Regions from separate parts of the Sus scrofa genome. Here region 2 is linked to region 1. Evidence: chromatin contacts called from public HiChIP or PLAC-seq data. All regions are on one chromosome and are shown on one strand. The core of a region is the stretch at or near the end of the contact, and the rest is flanking DNA. Distances in the headings are between cores, read along the strand shown.

Evidence for each region. HiChIP or PLAC-seq counts read pairs in DNA pulled down with a chosen protein or histone mark.
Region 2: a contact with region 1 is called in an H3K27ac HiChIP or PLAC-seq map of skeletal muscle. The contact joins the promoter of FAM166B here to the promoter of CCDC107 in region 1. A contact is called at or near these places in 1 of 5 promoter capture datasets (liver), 6 of 47 Hi-C or Micro-C datasets (blood, epiblast stem cells, liver and 1 more) and 2 of 2 datasets of contacts at active chromatin or transcription factors (alveolar macrophages and skeletal muscle).

What each region holds. Positions count from the first base shown.
Region 1 is chr1:236,378,077-236,382,543 of Sscrofa11.1, forward strand. CCDC107 (coiled-coil domain-containing protein 107) reads left to right here and starts at 2,496. Exons shown (of 6, transcript XM_005660223.3): 1 at 2,496-2,674; 2 at 2,761-2,915. The coding sequence starts at 2,569. It overlaps LOC106509199 (a long non-coding RNA gene), which reads right to left. Exons shown (of 2, transcript XR_001306517.2): 2 at 1,934-2,235.
Region 2 is chr1:236,323,150-236,327,616 of Sscrofa11.1, forward strand. FAM166B (family with sequence similarity 166 member B) reads right to left here and starts at 1,832. Exons shown (of 6, transcript NM_001243630.1): 1 at 1,733-1,832; 2 at 1,126-1,349; 3 at 819-1,036; 4 at 559-610; 5 at 275-472; 6 at 1-5. The coding sequence starts at 1,794.

The DNA.
Region 1 (4,467 bases), core at 1,246-3,745:
GAAATTACTACAATACTGTAAATCAACTATAATTCAATAAAAATTTAAATTAGTGAAAAAAAAAAAAAAAGGATTCACTGAGTGCCTGTTAGCACCAGGTGCTCTGCTAGGCAATAGGAATAACATGGTTAAAAAAAGAGCTATGGCCCCTGCTCTCATGGAATTTACAGTCTAGAGTATTTTCATTTTATAATTGCATTGATTTTAATTAAAACAGATTTTTCCAGCTTTACTGAGACATAATTGACATATAGTAATGACTTGAAGAAAGTAGAATAGCTGCAATAATGCATAAGAAGTTGACCTAAGTGTTCTGTATAGAACATGCACATACAGTGAGTGAGATTTGAAAATTGTGTTGTCTTTGTGCAGAAAGGAGGTGAGTGGCAGGCAGCGGAATATCTGGGAGAAAGATAATATAATCTCAAGTGCCTGGTGAAATAGTAGCTGCTCAAATTAAAATCACAGTTTTAAGCACTTTTCTTGGAATACCCCCATTTATTCATTATAACAACTCTCATTATCTCCATTCCTGAGTGGAAACAGATTAAATAATTTGCCCAAAGTAGGGGAGGCAGGATTATAGCCCAGGTAATCGGAGTTCAAATTAGGCACTTGCCAGGTGGAGGAGGGAAACAGGAAGCCGTTGTGGGAAAGGGGAATCGCTAAAACAAACAAAAAACAGAATTCTGGGCTTTCTATCCTGTTCCACTGATCTATATGTCTGTCTTTGTGCCAGTACCTTATGGTTTTGATGATTGTTGCTTTGTAGTATAGTCTGAAGTCAGGGAGCCTGATTCTTTCAGCTCCATTTTTCTTTCTCAGGCTATCTTTGGCTATTCTGGGTCTTTTGTGCTTCCAAACAAACTTTAAACTATTTTGTTCGAGTTCTGTGAAAAACGTCCTTGGTAATTAGATAGGGATTGCATTGAATCTGTAGATTGCCTTGGGTAGTATAGTCATTTTGATAGCATTGAGTCTTCCAATCCAAGAGCATGATATGTCTTTCCATCTATTTGTGTCATATTTGATTTCTTTCATCAGTGTCTTATTGTTTTCAGAATACAGGTATTTTGTCTCTTTAGGTAGGTTTACTCCTAGGTATTTTATTCTTTTGGATGCAATGGTAAATGGGATTGCTTCCCTAATTTCTTTCTGATCTTTCATTGTTAGTGTATAAAGATGCCGTTGATTTCTGCAACATCTTCTCAGATCCACCTCTTAGAGTAATGTCAGTAAAAACAAAACTAGGAGTTGCCATCGTGGCGCAGTGGTTAACTAAATCCGACTAGGAACCATGAGGTTGCAGGTTCGATCCCTGGCCTTGCTCAGTGGGTTAAGGATCCAGCATTGCTGTGAGCTGTGGTGTAGGCCGGTGGCTACAGCTCCAATTCGACCCCTAGCCTGGGAACCTACATATGCCGCGGGAAGCGGCCCTAGAAAAAGGCAAAAAAAGATTTTTCTCCCATTTGTAAAGACATGGAAACAACCTAGATGTCCATCGACAGAGGAGTGGATCAAGAAGATGGGGTACATATACACAATGGAATATTACTCAGCCATTAAAAGGAACGAAATACTGGCATTTTTAGCAACATGAATGGACCTAGAAATGATCATGCTAAGTGAAGTCAGTCAGACACTGAGACACCAACATCAAATGCTTTCACTGACATGTGGAATCTGAAAAAAGGACAGAATGAACTTCTGTGCAGAACAGATATTGACTCACAGCCTTTGAAAAACTTAAGAGTTTGCAAGGGAGACAGTTGCGGGGGGTGGAGGATGTGCTGGGGTTGTGGGCTGGAAATCCTATAAAAATGGATTGTGACGATCATTGTACAACTATAAATGCAATAAATCCATTGAGCAATAATTTTTTTTTCTTTAAAAAAAATAAATAAATAACCACCTTGTTACCTTCCAGAAAGGATTAAAATCAGCCGTGCTGAGAATGAGCCCCGTGTGGTTGGTGCGCGGAAGCGCACTGCCTGTGTAACTATTTCGGCTGACGGATGACATCCCTGCCACACGCCGCTCGGCGAAATCGCTTCTTAGCGGATTAACCGTGAGGTGCAGGGACAGTCTACGTGCAGGCGCACGTGGCACTCTCTGCCTTAGGTCCGGGGACTTTCCCCTAGGCGTAAATAAGGAACTAGTCCCTCGTTTGTAGCCTAGGAAACAGGCCTTCAGCACGAGCTTCACTGGTGGGTGGGCTCCTGTAACCTTTTATAGCTGGAAGAAAAAATTTATTTTATGATTAGGGTGAGGATGTGGACTAGTGTGGGAAACCACTTTATCGCATACTCTTCTAAGGTTGTAAGCTTCTGGACACTTTCTGGCTAACCGAATCCCTAAATGGAGATAAGAAATGAACTAATTTCTAAAATAAACTAAGCTGGGCTCCCGGTCCTATGCAAATAAATCCTGGCCCCGCCCATACGCTAGGTGGGCGTGACCTTCCAGGGAGGCCCGGAGCGGAACGGGCTCCAGGGCGCGCGTGCGCGTGCGCATGGGCGCGTGCGGCCAACGCCGGCTCCTCCCAGGTTCTCCTGTAGTCCGCCTGCAATGGCTAGCGTGGTCTCGCTAGCGGGTGCGGTGGGGCTGCTACTTATGTCTGCGCTGCCCGAGGTCCTCGGAGACCGCTCCAGCCCCGACCGCCCGGCACACCCAGGTACCACCGAGGTCTGTTAGAGGGAGGCAGGGACTGCCTACCGGCCCCAACCCCCAGCTCTACTGACCCGCCTCTGCCCTCCTCAGGAGACGCCGCCCAGGTCGGCCCCGAGGCCACAGAACTCCGGCGGCGGTCGCCGCCGCCCAAGGATCAGCGCGACCCAGCTCGAGCCGGGGCGTTGCCCTTGGGGGCGCTGTACACCGCGGCCGTCGTGGCTTTTGTGCTGTACAAGTGTTTGCAGGTGCGGGACGACGAGAGGAGGGAGGGGATGCCCGGGTTCTGAATCTCCCGTTGGGTCCCTATGGTACCAAGAACAAGACTCATTTTCCTGTCCATCTGTAAAGTGAAGACCTGAGTCCTCTGGGTTTCCAGCCTTATGAGATTATTTTGAGTAGCTATCGAGGTGAATGGCACTTGATAAATTGTAAATAAATAATGACCATCCCATTTAATCCTCCCATCAATCCAATGTAGGGGTTAGTCACTTGCTCAAGGTCACCCAGAGCTAGTAACTGGTGGAACTGGGACTTGAACCCAGCGACTGTCCATACTACAGTGAGTGCGGTTCCTGGTAAGATTCCAACCTTGGCACGAGCAGCTGATTACTTAGCCAAAGTGTTTTTAGAGTTCGAGGTACCAAGCAGTCTCAAGTTCTTGGGAAGGAGGCTCTGAAATGTGAACTGATAGTACATTTTGGTAGATTCAAACTGTTGAAATGGAACGTAGTACCTCCCAGGGCTCTGACTTTAGCCGTATCACTTAATTGCATTGGGAAATAGAGGGCTGAGCCAATTTGGAGATAGGAAACTAGGAAGGATAGCTAACCATGATTCATAATAAGACTGGACAAGCTAGGATGAGGGCTGGACAAGCTAGGATGAGGGACTGAATATAATGATGAAATTCAACATAGATAGATAATACTTTTTTTTTTCTTTTTTTTTTTTTTGTATTTTCCAGGGCCACACCCTCAGCATATGGAGGTTCCTGGGCTAGGGGTCTAATCGGAGCTGTAGCCTTCAGCCTACGCCAGAGCCGCAGCAACACCAGAACCGCAGCAACCCCAGATCTGAGCTGAGTCTGCGACCTACACCACAGCTCACGGCAATGCCGGATCCTTAACCCACTAAGTGAGGCCAGGGATCGAACCTGCAACCTCATGGTTCCTAGTCAGATTTGCCAATGGCTGAGCCACGAGGGGAACTCCAGATAATAAATTCTATTCTTGGACCCAAATATAGTCTGGAAGAAACATAATTTAACAGCAATTTATTGATTAATGAGGTTCAGTTGTGTGATGTGACAGCCCACTTCCCAAATCAATGCTAGGAAGAAGGTATTTTGTTCTTTATCTTCTGATTAGAACCCTGCGGGGGAATTCTATTGAGGGCACAACTTTAAGAGCACTATATCCTTTTTTTTTTTTTTTTTTTTGCTTTTTTTGCTTTTTAGGGCCGCACCCAAGGCATGTGGAGGTTCCCAGGCTAGGGGTCGAGTAGGAGCTACAGCTGCTGGCCTACAGCATAGCAATGCAGAATCCAAGCAGCATCTAGGACCTACACCACAGCTCAGGGCAACGCCAGATCCCACTGAGCGAGGTCAGGGATCAAACCTGCAACCTGATGGTTCCTAGTCGTGTTCGTTAACCACTGAGCCACGAACTCCCAGCACGATATACTCTTTAAACAAATCAGAGTAAAACTACCAGAGAAAACCATGTTAAATGAGCATTGACCGAGAAAGACTGGCACTATTAAACCAGAGAAGACATGAGAAAGGGGGTAGGGGGATAT
Region 2 (4,467 bases), core at 582-3,081, 56 kb before region 1:
ATACCCTGTGTGGTGAAAAGAATCTGTCATTTATAGCCGGAGGCCGAGAAGTTATTTCTCAGCCAGCTACCAAGAACCTTCAAGCTACCCTCCAAAATCTGATCCTAATCCCAACTAGGAGCTACAGCAGTTTCCTTATCTCCGCAATGATAAAGCTGAACCACGTGATCCAAGGTCCCCCGTATCTACTGGTACCAACCCCCAAACCACCTCCATCTATCACACACACGCAAATATTCCAGTCCCCAAAGCCTCCCTCTGAGATTTGCCTTACCTGGCACATACCCCCCATATTTAGGCAAAAGGCCTAGGTTATGAGGGTAGGTCCTGGAAAGTGGAGGAAGATGTTTAGGATCCTTCTGGGATCTGCCCTGTGACTTCATCTGGTCAAATTCCTGCAGTGCCTGGTTGCTGAGCACAGGAAAGCTGGAGCCAAAGAGGAAGCGGGCACGGGGCACATAACCAGTGAAGCCTAGGGGGTTGGAGGGGGAATACTAAGCCAGGACCTCCTGAGCACCGCCCGCCCCATGCCTTTGGTCGTTACCTACAACTTCTCACCTGACATGAAGAACTTTCGAGGATCTCTGTCATCCATAGAATAAGGGGAAGCCTTGTGAGAAGTTAATAGAAGAAAAACATGACTATCAAATTCAGCCCCTGGGCTGGAACACAAGCTCCCAGGGAGGTGGAGCTGGCAGTCTAGCCCTCGTCCCTGTACCCACAGCCATACTACTCACGGTCACCCCAGGCCTGGCCACAGAGAGGTAAGGCTTCCAACTCCCACCCCACTGTACTCCCCTCAGCCTTCTTGGCCTTACTTGCTCCACCTCCTGCCCCAGCTCTGGCTCGTTTTCCGCCTCCACCTCTGCCTCCAGCTTTGGCTGTTGGTCTTTCTCCATGTCTTTTTCTCCCTTGGCCTCCTTTGGTAGCTCCTGACTCCCTTGTCCCCCATACCACTGAGTAAAATCATTCAGAGCTTCAGCCCAGACCTGGTTGCAGTTCTTGGCAAAGATGAACTGTGCCTGGGGTACAAAACCTAGGCGGGCAGGGGATAAGGAAAATTTCTGTTAGTGTGGGGGACCCTTGTTCTAGGTTGGGGGTACCTGTTCATACCTGTGTACAAACCTGTATACCCAGGGATCATGCTGGAGCTGAGCCTTTCATGTCCACGCCTGACAGGCAGGCTTCTCCTGGGAATCTCAGGAGATCTTGGAGACCGAATGGGAGGCAGAAGTGTGCGATGGGCAGGGGGCCACGCTAGGCCAGGAGAGCCGCGAAGTAGCTGACCAGTTGTCTGCCCGTAGGTCTGACCCATGCTGAACCGAAGTAGTGGGCAGTGTCCGGTGTACCTGTAGCACAAGTCTCACCCACTCACCTCCAGAATCCCCTGGCCTCACCGTCCCCAGAGATGGGAACAGAGACCTCTCACTCCCAGATCATTTCTGGACTCAGCTGTGTGTATATTTGGAGCAGGCATTTCTTAGTTCTTTGTCTGTGTTTTCAACCCTTCCCCTCTACTGTTACCCTGTTACCGTGGAGAACACAACACAAAGCTTCATGGTAAGCCTGGCTACTCCTATTCCCTTGCTTTTCCTTTTCCATCCAACATAGATGTCCCGGCCCTAAGCCTCCCACGCCATCATGTCCACTTCACCCCCAGGTGGCACAGTTCCTGTATCCTTACCCTTATTCCCAGAAGCTAACAGGGGTGTGCTCTGGGTAGAAGTCTTACCCTGGGATATAATGTGGGTTCTTAGGGTTCAGCCCTGGTATGAAGGTGCTAGCCATAGTCATGGGAACCCAGTCAGTTCGTTTTGTTTCTCTTTGAGCTAAGCCTCTGGGCTGTGTGTACTGACTGTGTCCAGGGCGGTGAGGTGGAGCCAGAGGCAGGAGGCGGGGCTCAGGGAGGAGAGGAGAGGGAGCACCAGTGGGATGACTGCCAGGGCCCAGGCCTGCGGGACAGGAGAGCAGAGGCTCACGGGTCTGTCTGTCCCAGAGCAAATACAGTCCTGCCACCTGGGGGCAGGGAGAAGACTTGAGTACAGCTGCGGCACTCCAGGGCCCAAGAAAGCCCTGAAGTGGGAGGTGGGAGAACTAAAACTGTAGGTCCATTGAGCTCTGTCTCAAAAGAGAGCCCTTCCTTCTTAAGCCCTTGTCTGAGCACCTCCCTGAGGAGATGTGGATTCTACTCTTTGTGAGTTTTGGTGGAAGGTGATAGAGTTCCTACGAAAGCCCAGAGGGGAGATTATAGGGGGAGAAAAGGAACCTAGAGAACTCTAGGCAGTGACATTGTTTATTTTCAATAATATAATTTGACAAGAATTACTACTATAGTCCAGATCATCATCTATTCAACAAATATGCCCTGCTCTGCCAGGCACACTCTACAGTGGCAGAGTCTGAATGGCTAAGCTCCATATGACTAGGACAAGTCGTTTAGTATCTCTGAACCCTACTCTCTTCAATTATAAAATGCAGATAGTACCATTCACCCTGTTATTGTCGTGAGACTCAACTTAATGTATGCAAATATGTTTTGTAGCAATAAACAGGGTAGAGCAAAGTACACAGGTGTGAAGTCAGGCAGTCATGCGTTCCAAATAGCTTGTGACCTTGAGCCAAACTACCTTCTTTGAACAAGGTGACTTCTTCTGAACCTGAAATGCCTAAACTTTTTTTTTTTTTTTTTTTTTTTTTTTTTACTGCAACCATGGCATGTTGAAGTTCCTGGGCCAGGGATTGAATCTGCACTGTACTTGGGACCTGGGCCACAGCTGTGGCAACACCAGATCCTTAACCTGTTGCACCACATAGGAACTTCCTGAAATCCCCAAACTCTTAACATCCCTAAACTCTTAACTCTTAAATCCCTAATCCCTTAACTCTGTGGCAACACCAGATCCTTAGCCTGCTGCACCACATAGGAACTTCCTGAAATCCCTTAACTCTTAAACTCTTAACTCTTAAAATAGCCTAGCCTAACCTACCAAGGTGCTGTTAAGAATAAGGTCAGGAATTCCCATTGTGGCTCAGTGGGTTAATAACCCAGCATAGTGTCTATGAGCATGCATGTTGGATCCTTGGCCCCAACCAGTGGGTTAAGGATCTGGAGTTGCTGCAACCTGAGGCGTAGGCCTGCAGCTGTAGCTCTGATTTGACCCTTAGCCTGGGAACTTCCATACGCTCCAGGTGCAGCCTTAAAAAGAATAAGAAAAAAAAAGAATAAAGTCAGATAGTGTGTGTGAAAGAACTTATCCCAACACCTGGCACATAGCTACTAAAACTTAATTTCCTTTCCAGTTGTCTAGTTTTGTCTTTAAGCTTCTACACAAATAGGAGATCAATGAATAGTTAGTAAATTCAGTGGATACAAGTTTTCTCACTGTGGGAGTTCAGGGGAAGGAGATATGAAGATAATGTTGGGGTTTAAAACTAAGGGGCAGGAAGTTCCTGCATGGCACACTGGTAACAAACCCGACTAGTATCCATGAGGATGCAGGTTCAATCCCTGGCCTCATTCAGTGGTTTAAGGATCCGGCATTGCCATGAGCTTTGGTGTAGGTCACAGACTTGGCTCGGATCTTGTGTTGCTGTGGCTGTGGTGTTGGCAGGCCACCAATTCAGCCTCTAGCCTGGGAACTTCCATATGCCATGGGTGAGCCCTAAAAAGACAAAAATAAATAATATTAAGGGGCAGATTGAATTTGTTAAGAAAACAATTCAGATTCTAAGAGAAGTACAGACCTGGGTGAAGCTCCCGTCGTGGTTCAGTGGTTAACGAATCCGACTAGGAACCATGAGGTTGCGGGTTCGATCCCTGGCCTTGTTCGGTGGGTTAAGGATCTGGCGTTGCTGTGAGCTGTGGTGTAGGTCACAGATGTGCTTGGATCCCATGTTGCTGTGGCTGTGGTATAGGCCAGCAGCTACAGCTCTTATTAGACCCCTAGCCTGGGAACCCCCATATGCCGCGGGAGCGACCCTAGCAAAGGCAAAAAAAAAAAAAAAAAGAATACAGATGCAGGGAAAGAGATTGGACAGGGAAAGCATGATTAGACCTGGGGCTAAGTCAGAGCCAGGCTGGTCCACCTTTCTGGGAGGCAGAGGCTCTGCTCTCCACCCACCCCTAGACTGTTACAGTGTCTGGGCTAACCCAGCATGTTTCACTGACCTCTCAGGAATTGCACAACCTTGGTATGTGTCATTTAGAGCTAGAGCTGTAGGGGATTTGGCTCGAATGGAATATGCTAGACTAAGGGTGGGAGCTGCGGAGAGAGCACGGAATAGCAGTAGCGTGTCAGGGTTAACAACCTGGACTTTTGGATTCTGCAACAGACACTGTTGTTTGCACACTTCATACCTATTCCCTAAAACCATCTCCCTTCTTCCTAACAGAACTTTAATTTTGTTCTACCAAGCAGCCAGGAACCTCAGGGAAGCTTGGAGCCAACCATAGCATTAAGTCTTGAT